3 separate regions of the Mus musculus genome follow, and all the other regions are linked to region 3. A link is a contact called in public HiChIP or PLAC-seq data. All regions are on one chromosome and are shown on one strand. The core of a region is the stretch at or near the end of the contact, and the rest is flanking DNA. Distances in the headings are between cores, read along the strand shown.

What was found. HiChIP or PLAC-seq counts read pairs in DNA pulled down with a chosen protein or histone mark.
Region 1: a FOXA1 HiChIP or PLAC-seq map of pancreatic cancer cells shows a contact between it and region 3. The contact joins two enhancer-like sites. A contact is called at or near these places in 3 of 484 Hi-C or Micro-C datasets (all in embryonic stem cells) and 3 of 115 datasets of contacts at active chromatin or transcription factors (extraembryonic endoderm stem cells, pancreatic cancer cells and stem cell-derived neural progenitor cells).
Region 2: a contact with region 3 is called in a FOXA1 HiChIP or PLAC-seq map of pancreatic cancer cells. The contact joins two enhancer-like sites. A contact is called at or near these places in 2 of 484 Hi-C or Micro-C datasets (Th17 cells and double positive thymocytes), 2 of 115 datasets of contacts at active chromatin or transcription factors (memory CD8 T cells and pancreatic cancer cells) and 1 of 9 other capture datasets (pancreatic islet).

The regions. Positions count from the first base shown.
Region 1 is chr9:102,769,591-102,772,755 of GRCm38.p6, reverse strand. No RefSeq gene overlaps it. Among named protein-coding and RNA genes, the nearest start is that of Gm46151, 7.4 kb to the left of the region's middle. Within about 2 kb of position 1,360, at least 59 of the 459 cell types and tissues checked have an H3K27ac peak or open chromatin away from gene starts, as enhancers often do. A contact at or near this core is called in pancreatic cancer cells, where this site is marked.
Region 2 is chr9:103,432,560-103,435,685 of GRCm38.p6, reverse strand. Bfsp2 (beaded filament structural protein 2, phakinin) reads left to right here. Exons shown (of 7, transcript NM_001002896.3): 5 at 2,896-3,027. The region is part of intron 5 of 5830418P13Rik (RIKEN cDNA 5830418P13 gene); the gene reads right to left. Among named protein-coding and RNA genes, the nearest start is that of 5830418P13Rik, 11 kb to the right of the region's middle. Within about 2 kb of position 1,300, at least 80 of the 459 cell types and tissues checked have an H3K27ac peak or open chromatin away from gene starts, as enhancers often do. A contact at or near this core is called in pancreatic cancer cells, where this site is marked.
Region 3 is chr9:103,089,038-103,092,123 of GRCm38.p6, reverse strand. It overlaps a transcript of Slco2a1 not described here. Among named protein-coding and RNA genes, the nearest start is that of Rab6b, 21 kb to the left of the region's middle. Within about 2 kb of position 1,578, at least 49 of the 459 cell types and tissues checked have an H3K27ac peak or open chromatin away from gene starts, as enhancers often do. A contact at or near this core is called in pancreatic cancer cells, where this site is marked.

The sequences.
Region 1 (3,165 bases), core at 111-2,610, 320 kb after region 3:
ATACTTAAAGATATAACTGTACATATGCTTGTATATAAATATTTGTGTGAGCATGTGTACATGTGGTTATATATGTGCAGATATTCTTGCGGAGTTATGAAATACACATACATGTGGACCATTATGTACACAGATAGATTTGCATATGCATATAAACTCACATATATGTATATATGTGTATATATATGTGTGTGTGTATATATATATATATGTATATATATATGCTGCATGATTATCTAGAGAGATTTAGAGAAAAATATGGAAGGATATACACACATTTCACAAGAACCCACACAGAAGAAGAAAAGATCAGACAGAAATGCCATAAATCCCAGGCTGCCACACTCAATTCACATTTGGATCATCTCAGTGTTAATAAAATTAATTCCTGTCATTATTTGGTATCACCATGCCTGTAATCTCAGAAGGCTGAGGCAGGAGAATGGCTTGAACCCAGAAACTCAGGTCTAGCCTGGGCAAATTAGCAAGACCAACATTTTAAAAATAAACAAAGCAGCTGGAGAGATGGCTCAGCAGTTAAAAGCACTTGGCTGTACTTGTGGAGGACCCAGGTTCAGTTCCCAGCACCCACATGGGGGTTCACAACATCTGTAACTCCTGGATCTAACACTTTCTTCTGGTCTCCAGGGCACTAGGCGCCCACATGATCAATCTACATACATGCAGGCAAACACTCATACACATGGAACAAAAATCAATACATCTTTTAAAAATATAATAAAAATAATATATTTTTAAAAATCACATCCAGGCTTTGCCCAGCCTGTCTTCATTTGCTTGCCCGTGTGACTTCTTTGGTTCTGGGACCCAGTGCCCTTTTTCTGGGCCTCTGCTGGGGACATGTGATGAGGAGGTGTGTGAGGGGCAAATTTCGACCCCCCCCCCCAGGTGGGAAAAATGTAGAATAGGAAACCGATGGGGGACCTGAGTCACCCTCATCATCTGCACTTTTCTAGGGAGGCGACCACACTGCGGTGCCCAGGGCAGCACTGTGACTCAGACGTGAGGCTCGCGTCCCACCTGGCCCCACCCTCGAGCCCTACTTCCCAGGTCCAAGTTCCCAGGCAGCTTACCACGCCTAGCACGGGCAGAGGGCGGGTCTCCGGTGAACGCGCCTAGGGCTTAAATCTGAGCTCTCTCCCTTTTGAAAGTATCCATATACTCTTTAAAACCGTAGACTGAAATACTTCAAAAGACGCTCCCTCCCAGTTCACAGTTCCTTCACGAGAGCAACCGGGTTAGTCTTTCCTGTGCAGGGATATATTAATACTGAGGGAGGGAGGGTGAGGGGGCATAAATCAAGTTATAAGTCCACAACCCTGAAAAATGCGGGAGCAATGTCCTTTCGAATTGGGAATTCAAGGAATGAAGGAAGGCGGTGTTCTGTGGCTTGTGCCACACTCTGATAAAGCACTAATATTTCTGCACCAATAAGATAAATCCATAATCAGCCTTCAGTCCGTTGAATTTAGCTTTTGCTACAAATCATCCTTGTGCCATTTTTTTTTAAAAAAATTCGAGGTTTTTGAATTTTGTAATTATGGATAAGATGCACATGAGTTTGTACTCCCCTGATTCTTATTCATTATTGTGATGGTTTTAGCTGTCTGGTGCTGGGAATTAAACCCATATCCCTTCATGTGCTAGATAAGCACCCCGCCTCTGTGCTGTATCTGCAGTCCTTTTATTTATTTTTTTTGCGACAGGGTCTCTTGTAGCTCAGTCAGGCCTTGTACTCCTGATCTACAAGGTGCTAAGATATAGGCATGTGGCCCTCTCTACCCTGCCTGCTTACAGATATTTAAAGCACCGTGCTGTGGCACATTGAACAGAAATTAAAAAAACTGTTCACTCACCATTTCTTTCCTATCAGTCGAGTATATTATTTCACACACACCTGAGTTAAGCTAGCTGCTTGTGCCATCTGGATTGGTTCTGTGCAGCAGCCTCGGTGCTTCACTGAGTGGCACTGGAAGGTCAGCACACGTGCAAGGGTGTCTGTAGGGTAGATTCCTAGCAGTCAAATTGCTGGGGCAATTAATAATAAGGATCATTAACATTCGCATAGTAATTTCTGAAAGCTGGGATTTGCCGTAAGTACTCTACAACGATCGGTGCATCATAACAACGCTTGAAACCAGCTTGAGAGCTGTGCGAACTCATACCATTTTGCAGACGAGAAGAATCCAGGCTCGGGGAAGTGAAATGACTGGCAGAGCTGGGACTCAGACCAAGGTGTCTGACTCCAACTCACATTCTTAATTATCACATTCTTCTGCCTTTTGAAGACCGTGGGAATTTGGAACGTAGGGACAGGTTGCCAAATCGTCTTCCACACGGCTTTGTCAAGTCATGCTCCTGACCCAGCCCGTGAGCTGCTGTTACCCCGGCGAATTCAGAGCCAAATCAAACTTTTTGATCTTTGCCAATCTGATAGGCGGTTACGGTATCTATCTCGATGTAGCTTTAGCTTGGATTTCTTTTGCTGGGAGTCCGATTGAGCGTCTCGTCATCTGAGAGTCTGGTCTTCCTGGCCTTTAAGTTACTATGGGATCTTTGCCTGTTCACGACTGTGACTTGTGCCGAGTTTATGTCTTAGGAAGCTAAGCCCCCAGGGACTCAAGGTACAGATATTTGATGAGGCAAATGTTCACCTTTTGATTTTATTCCTGGTGGGCTTGGGGCGGAGTGTTTTTCAAAAGACAAACAAAAGATAAAAGGAAAGGCTGGGGCCATATAGCTCAGTATGTGAAGCACTTCCACTGTAAGCATTATGTCCCAAATCTATGTTTAAAAACAAAACAAAACAAAACAAAACAGACAAACAAGCAAACAAAACAAAAACAAAACAACAACAACAAAAACAGGCACGGTAGACCATGCTTGTGATCCTAGAACCAGAGAGACAGAGATAGGCAGAATCCTGTGGCTTATTGCCATCCTAGCCTATACAATGACTCGGGCAATTCCAAGCCAAAGAGAGAGACCCCGTTCTGAAAACAAGATGGATAATGCCTGAGAAATAACACCCATGGTTGCTCTCGATCTCCATACGCACATGTGTGCACACACATATGCATTCTCCCTCACATGGGGAAGAAAAGAAAAAGGACTCAGGGCTGAGAAGAAGGGGGAGGGAGGGTC
Region 2 (3,126 bases), core at 51-2,550, 340 kb before region 3:
GACATCAGAGCATGTCACTGGTGGCTTGCTATGCCCTCCTTTCCCCTAGGAGCCCATTTCAGTCCTCACCCTGCAGCTTTAAGTCATAGGCAATGCTGCTTGTGAGACAGCCAATGATGATCCTAAAAGTGATCAGCTTTAGAAAAAAATGTCCTCGTTCTTCCTTTATTTTCCCCCAATAGTTCATCCCCTAAGTAACTAATTATGATTATAATAGGCGTGTGCTTATGTACACACTCATGCATGCATGTATGCATGTGTATATGTGTGTGTGTGTGTGTGTAGGTGTGAGTGCATATGGGGAGGCCAGAGGTCAATGTTGGTAGCTTCCTCAGTTGCTCTCTACCTTATCTTTGATATAGGGTCTCTCACTGATTAGCCAAGGTGCATGTGTGTGCGTGCGTGCGTGTGTGTGTGTGTGTGTGTGTGTGTGTGTGTGTTGAGTCTTTTGAGACAGGGTCTCACTATGTACACCTGACTAAGCTAGAACTCACTGCATAGACCAGGCTGGCCTCAAATTCAAAGCCTGCCTCTGAATCACACGTGCTTGGGATGAGAGTAGAGATATATGTCACTACACCCAGCTATATTTTTTTAAGATTTTTAAAATATTTTTGTTTGTTTGTTTGTTTGTTTGTTTTTGTTTTTCGAGACAGGGTTTCTCTGTATAGCCCTGGCTGTCCTGGAACTCATTTTGTAGACCAGGCTGGCCTTGAACTCAGAAATTCGCCTGCCTCTGCCTCCCAAGTGCTGGGATTAAAGGCGTGCGCCACCACGCCCTGCTTTTTTTTATATTTTTATTTTATGTGTGTGTGTGGGTGCTTTACCTGCATATGTGTGTGTACCACTTGCATACCTGATGCCCTTGGATGTCAGAAGAGGGTGTCAAATCTCCTTGGAGTGACAGATGGTCATTAGCCCCTGTGTGAGTACTGGAAACCAAGCCTGGGCCCTCTGCAAGAGCCACAAATGCTCTTAACCACTAAGTCATCTCTCAAGCCCCATAAATTTATAAATTTTGAGTGTGAAAATCTTCACCATATTTCAAAATGTTAGCATGCTCTCCCAATCCAGAAATGGAGCCAAGATTTCAAGACCTGGGGGTCAACATAGTTGAATCTTATCCTGTACCCTAAATGAGTAACTGAGTCTCACCTCCTCAGGGCCTGGGACCATAAAGGTTTCCTTGGCCTCTCTGCCTGCAGCATTGGCTCAGAGACAGCACATCAGAATGTACTGAAAAAAGAGAGTGACCTCATTTTATCATCCACCAGCAGGGGACCTGTGCCCCTGCGTGCAGCACCCAGAGCTCCCCCTGTGTTCACAGCTGCAGCTGCACTGGTTTGTACAATGAAAAGGGTACTGAGGCCAGAGACATGGCCCAGCAGTGAAGGCACTCACCACCAAGCCTAATGACCTGAGTTCAGTCCCACGTGGTGGGAGGAGAACTGGCTCCTGTGGTATCCTCTGACCACCACGTGAGTCATCATTGTACATGTGCACCGCATAAGCTGTGGCATGTGTGCACCCACACAAACATGCCCCCCCACATACAAGTAAATAGCATAATGTAAAAAAAAAAAAAATTTAAAGGAAAACTATGACTATCAGATATAAAGATCCAGATAGAAAACCTGGGGCTGGAGAGGTGGCTCAGCAGTTGAGAGTACTTGTTGCTCTTGCAGAGGACCTGGGTACATTTTCCAACACCCACATGATAGTTTCCAGACTTCTGTAACTCCATTTTCAAGGAGTCAATGCAATCTTCTGACCTCCATGGGCACCAAGTAGGCAAAACATTTACACATGAAAGTAAAGTGAATAAACACAAGAAAGCCCCTTGTCTGAAGAAGGTGTGGGGACCTGGCACTGCCTCCCAGGCCAGGGTTACAGGTTCTCTGAAGGATCATTTGTACACATGTCCCCTCGGCACTTGGGGGTTGAGGCAGGGGGATTGGGAGTTCATGGGACGGCACATAACAAGACTCTGTCTTCACGTAAATACAGTTTATCTCAAGAATTTATCCTCAGGGATACCTTCTTGGATGGAATGCAAGCATCTAGAGCTCCTCTTTACACTGCTGTAGAAAATAGGGGAAATCTGGAAACAACCAAAATGTCCACCAACAGGGAACATCTAAATAAATGACATTAACCCCAAACAAGGCAATGCTCTGTAGCTGCTCAAAGACTATACTCACCTCAACATGCTGGCAGAGACCAATTACTAACACATAGTAAGTACTGTAGCAAACAAGAGAAGGCAGTAGTGCATATTTACCTATAAATATAGTTGTGGGCCGCATAAGGATGTTCAGATCAATGATAGATTAAATGTGCAGGGTTGGGCCTGTAAGATTGTATCATCTAGTGATGTCGTAGCCACCTTAGCTCGTGCAAGCATAGTTCTGACATGTTCACATAACAGCGGAATTCTTTTATAGATCTCAGATGGTATCCGTGCCATCAGTCAGAGCATGAAATATTTATGAAAGGAAGCATAAGAAATTGGAAACAGGAAAACTGTGATTAGAACTCAGGGAGGAGAGGAAACATCTTACTGTTTTCAATGAGAAAGAGGGAGGGGGAGGGGGAGGGACGGGGGAGGGGAGCAGGTTTGAACCCAGGGTCATGTGCAAGCTAAGCAAGTACTTCACCATGAACTACAACCTTCTCGGAGTCTTTAATAAATCTTTTTGAATGTTATTCTATTTTTAGGCATCAAAGATTCAAAACAGTTTTTTGTATACAAATTGGTTAGCAGGTTTATAAAAAGGGTGGAGGGGAAGGTATTTTTTTAGTCTGGCAGAGAGTTCGTTTAGAAGGAACTAAGGAAGAAGGTGGGTTCAGGTTTACAACTCATCCCAGCTCACCCCAAGACCTGACTCTCCACAGCAACAGACAGAGGTGGTCCACGTATCCCAGACCCAAGAAGAAAAGCTGGCTGCTGCCCTCAGTGTAGAGTTACACGACACTTCACGCCAAGTCCAGAGTCTCCAGGCTGAGACGGAATCTTTACGGGCTCTGGTGAGTGTGCCAAGAAAGGCCCTGGTGGTTTTTATGTTTAACTCTCAACTGTCAGTTTGATGTCTCATAGTTCATAGCCTGCAAAGGGCTTCCTTCTTA
Region 3 (3,086 bases), core at 329-2,828:
CCACCCCACCCCACCCCACCCCACTCCCACCTCCATTTTTCTTCTGTAAGCTGGTGTTTGTGAAAGTTAAGAACATTCAGTCAAATGCTTGCCCCACCTGAGACTTCTAAGGTTTAGGGGCTGTATACATTTGAAATGCTGTACTGAGAAACCCACAGTGCAAAGAGAAGTTTAGGAGCCTGAACAGAAAACCTGTTCAAATAAGCTGCCCCATTTGGCTTTCAATTACACCCCTGGGACTCCAGTTCCCACACTGCGGGGAGGAGAGAGAGAGAGAGAGAGAGAGAGAGAGAGAGAGAGAGAGAGAGAGGACATATAGTGGAGCCAACTTTGGCTGGGGCTGCTCAGGAGGACGGCTCTTCTGGTCTCTGGGGTGTAGCAGTTCCCTCTCAGGGACCCGGGGCTGTATTTTGAGGTAGGAACGCCCTTCTGGGACTGGTTGACTGGTCTCTAAGGCCATTCTCCAGGCTTTGAATGGGCTGGTCTAAGCCAGTCCCGAAGGACGCCTAAGGGGCCCCCGCTAAGCCTAGACCCTACCCTTCTAGCCTTACTCCTGTTCTCCTTCAGGTTCCCTGATCAGGGGATTCTCAGAATGTGCACAGGTTTGCTCGCCTTTCTACCTTTGTTCACAACTTAGCTGTCCTCTCTCCCTACACTCTTGACCCTCGAAACCAGCCCTGGTCCCTTCTCTGATTTCCCAATGGAATCCACAGCACTTGGTCAAGTTCCTACCCTAGGTCAAAGTATACACGCTGCAAGGTCAGGAAATGTGTCATGGCGGGTTCTTGCACACACCAGCTACCAAACAAATAAAATGTGATTGACAACCGGAGGGGACCTCATTTATCGATGTGATGGTCCTGATGGCCTCACCATTCAGGAAGAAGCTCTGGGTGAGACTCCTCCCCTCGAGATAAGCCCCGCCCCTTGGGGGGCATGCTCAATCAACTGTCATCCCCCCTAGCTCCTCCGCCTTCTCATCCTTTGCCTAAGTCTTTGTCAACTAAAGAGAACCTTTTTCCTGACCCTGCATCTCTAAACCTCTGATCCATCAGCTCTGCCTCTTCTGGGCCTGTCCTCTCCACTTTTCCATCTCTAAGGCAGCCTTGGCTTTGCTGAGATATCATCTTTTCTCCTCTAGGGATCCGCTGTGGATGCTTCCTCCCTCTGACTGTATTCATCCCTCTTCCAACAGCCTGACAAGACTGAAGGGTCTCAGAGAGCATATTGGTTCACCTAGAATCACTCCCCATGGTGGAAGATTCTAGCACTTGCCTAAGTCTGCTCCTCTCCTCTCTGAGCACAGAGGATTATATTTCTCCATCTGTACAGCAGTTAGATAATGCCGTGAGACTAGTTCTGGCCAAGCGCCTGGGAGCAGAAAGACTATGCGCCTTCTGGCCAAAACACTTGCTTCCCATGGCGAGACCTTCTTAGCTTCCTTTCCTGCCTCATTAATTGTGGATTGATGAAACAGAGGTACCTCAAGTCCAAATAGCTGGCATTCTGAGCCACCCTTGGAAGCCACTGCCCTGGAGAGTCACCCAAACAAGCCACGGGCTTTGTGCAAACAAGAGATAAAGGTGTGTTGTGTCATGTGACTGAAGCCTAGCCAAGCCTATTTCTGGGTGGTTTGAGGAGTTCAGTAAATAAATGCATGGCTTGGCAAACTGTAGCGAACTATGTACATTTTATTATTGTTATCAAAGTGTAGCAGGTGCCTAAGGAGCAGAGACTTTGTCAAGGTAGAGAGCCCTGTGTCCTGTGGCCACCAAACAGGGCTGGGAATGGGTGTGGAGGTTGATAAATGGGCCGGGCCTGTCACGAGAGGAAGGCTTTCTCTCATTAATGATTTGCCAAGGGCTTGCCCAGGACCTGTTTACATATTTAATCACCGATGAAAGGTTAGCAAATCTGGCCTTCTTGGCAGGGAATGGACATTTTTACCTCCAATGTTTAGTCCCTGTGGCTGGGAAAGATAGGAATTTTTTTTCTTCTGGATTTGCAAGGATTACCCCCCCACACACACACACACACATACACATACCACTGCCAATCTCTCTGGGAAGCTGTAATACAATATTTTACTATCAAGTTGACAGTAATTCAGGACCCAGCTTAGCTGCATCTCTCCATCTTTGAAAGTGTTGAAGGCAAATACAACATGGCTTTGTTTCTTAAGCGAGAACATGATAAGCAGTTACCAGATGGGACATTTCCCCAAAGGTCTGTGCTTCAATCTCATGGCTCTGCTTCTCCAAGTTTTCTCCTCTCTGTCCCTTTTCTCCACGTCTGGTCTTTACCTTGTGGTACCCAGAGGGCTCACTGGATTTTGTTTGATGAATAGTTACAATGTTCTTGGGATGCTTGACTAGAATGTAAATAATTGAGACATCACCTGGTCTCCCAACCTCTATCACCCAACCTACACAACCCTAAAGAGATCCCTCCTCTTTCTTCTCACCAGCCAATGAACTTCAATGGGAAAAGAGGCGGGCTTCTCATTACCCAAGGCTTGCCCTAACTTCAGAATGACTTATAAGAAGAGAGGGGCTTGGGGCAGCCAGAAAGACCTGGGCTTTCTGTGAAAGCTCTCTGCTGGCTGCTTCCTTGATTTTGGAGTTCTCCTTTCTTTTTCTCTTTCTTTTTTTCTTTTTCTTTTTTCATTTTCATTTTCTTCCTTCCTTTTTTTTCTTTCTTTCTCTCTCTCTCTTTCTCTCTCTTTCTTTCTTTCTTTCCTTCCTCCTTCCCTCCCTCCCTCCCTTCTTTCTCTCTCTCTCTCTCTCTCTCTCTCTTTCTTTCTTTCTCTTTTTTTAAGACAAGGTCTCAATATGTAGCCCTGGCTGTCCTGGAACTCATCATGTAGATCAGGCTGGTCTCGAACTCTCACACACCCAGTTGCCTCTGCCTCCCAAGTACGGGGATTAAAGGCATGCTCCACATGCCTAGGATTCTACATTTTCAGACATACTAGTGTGGCTCCCATCATAGGCTGGGACGAGGGTCCTGCCAGAGGCTTTGGACTCAAGGACACTTGGTAGATATCGCTCCCTTCCAAAGGATGGCAAACCCTTTATTTCCTGTTT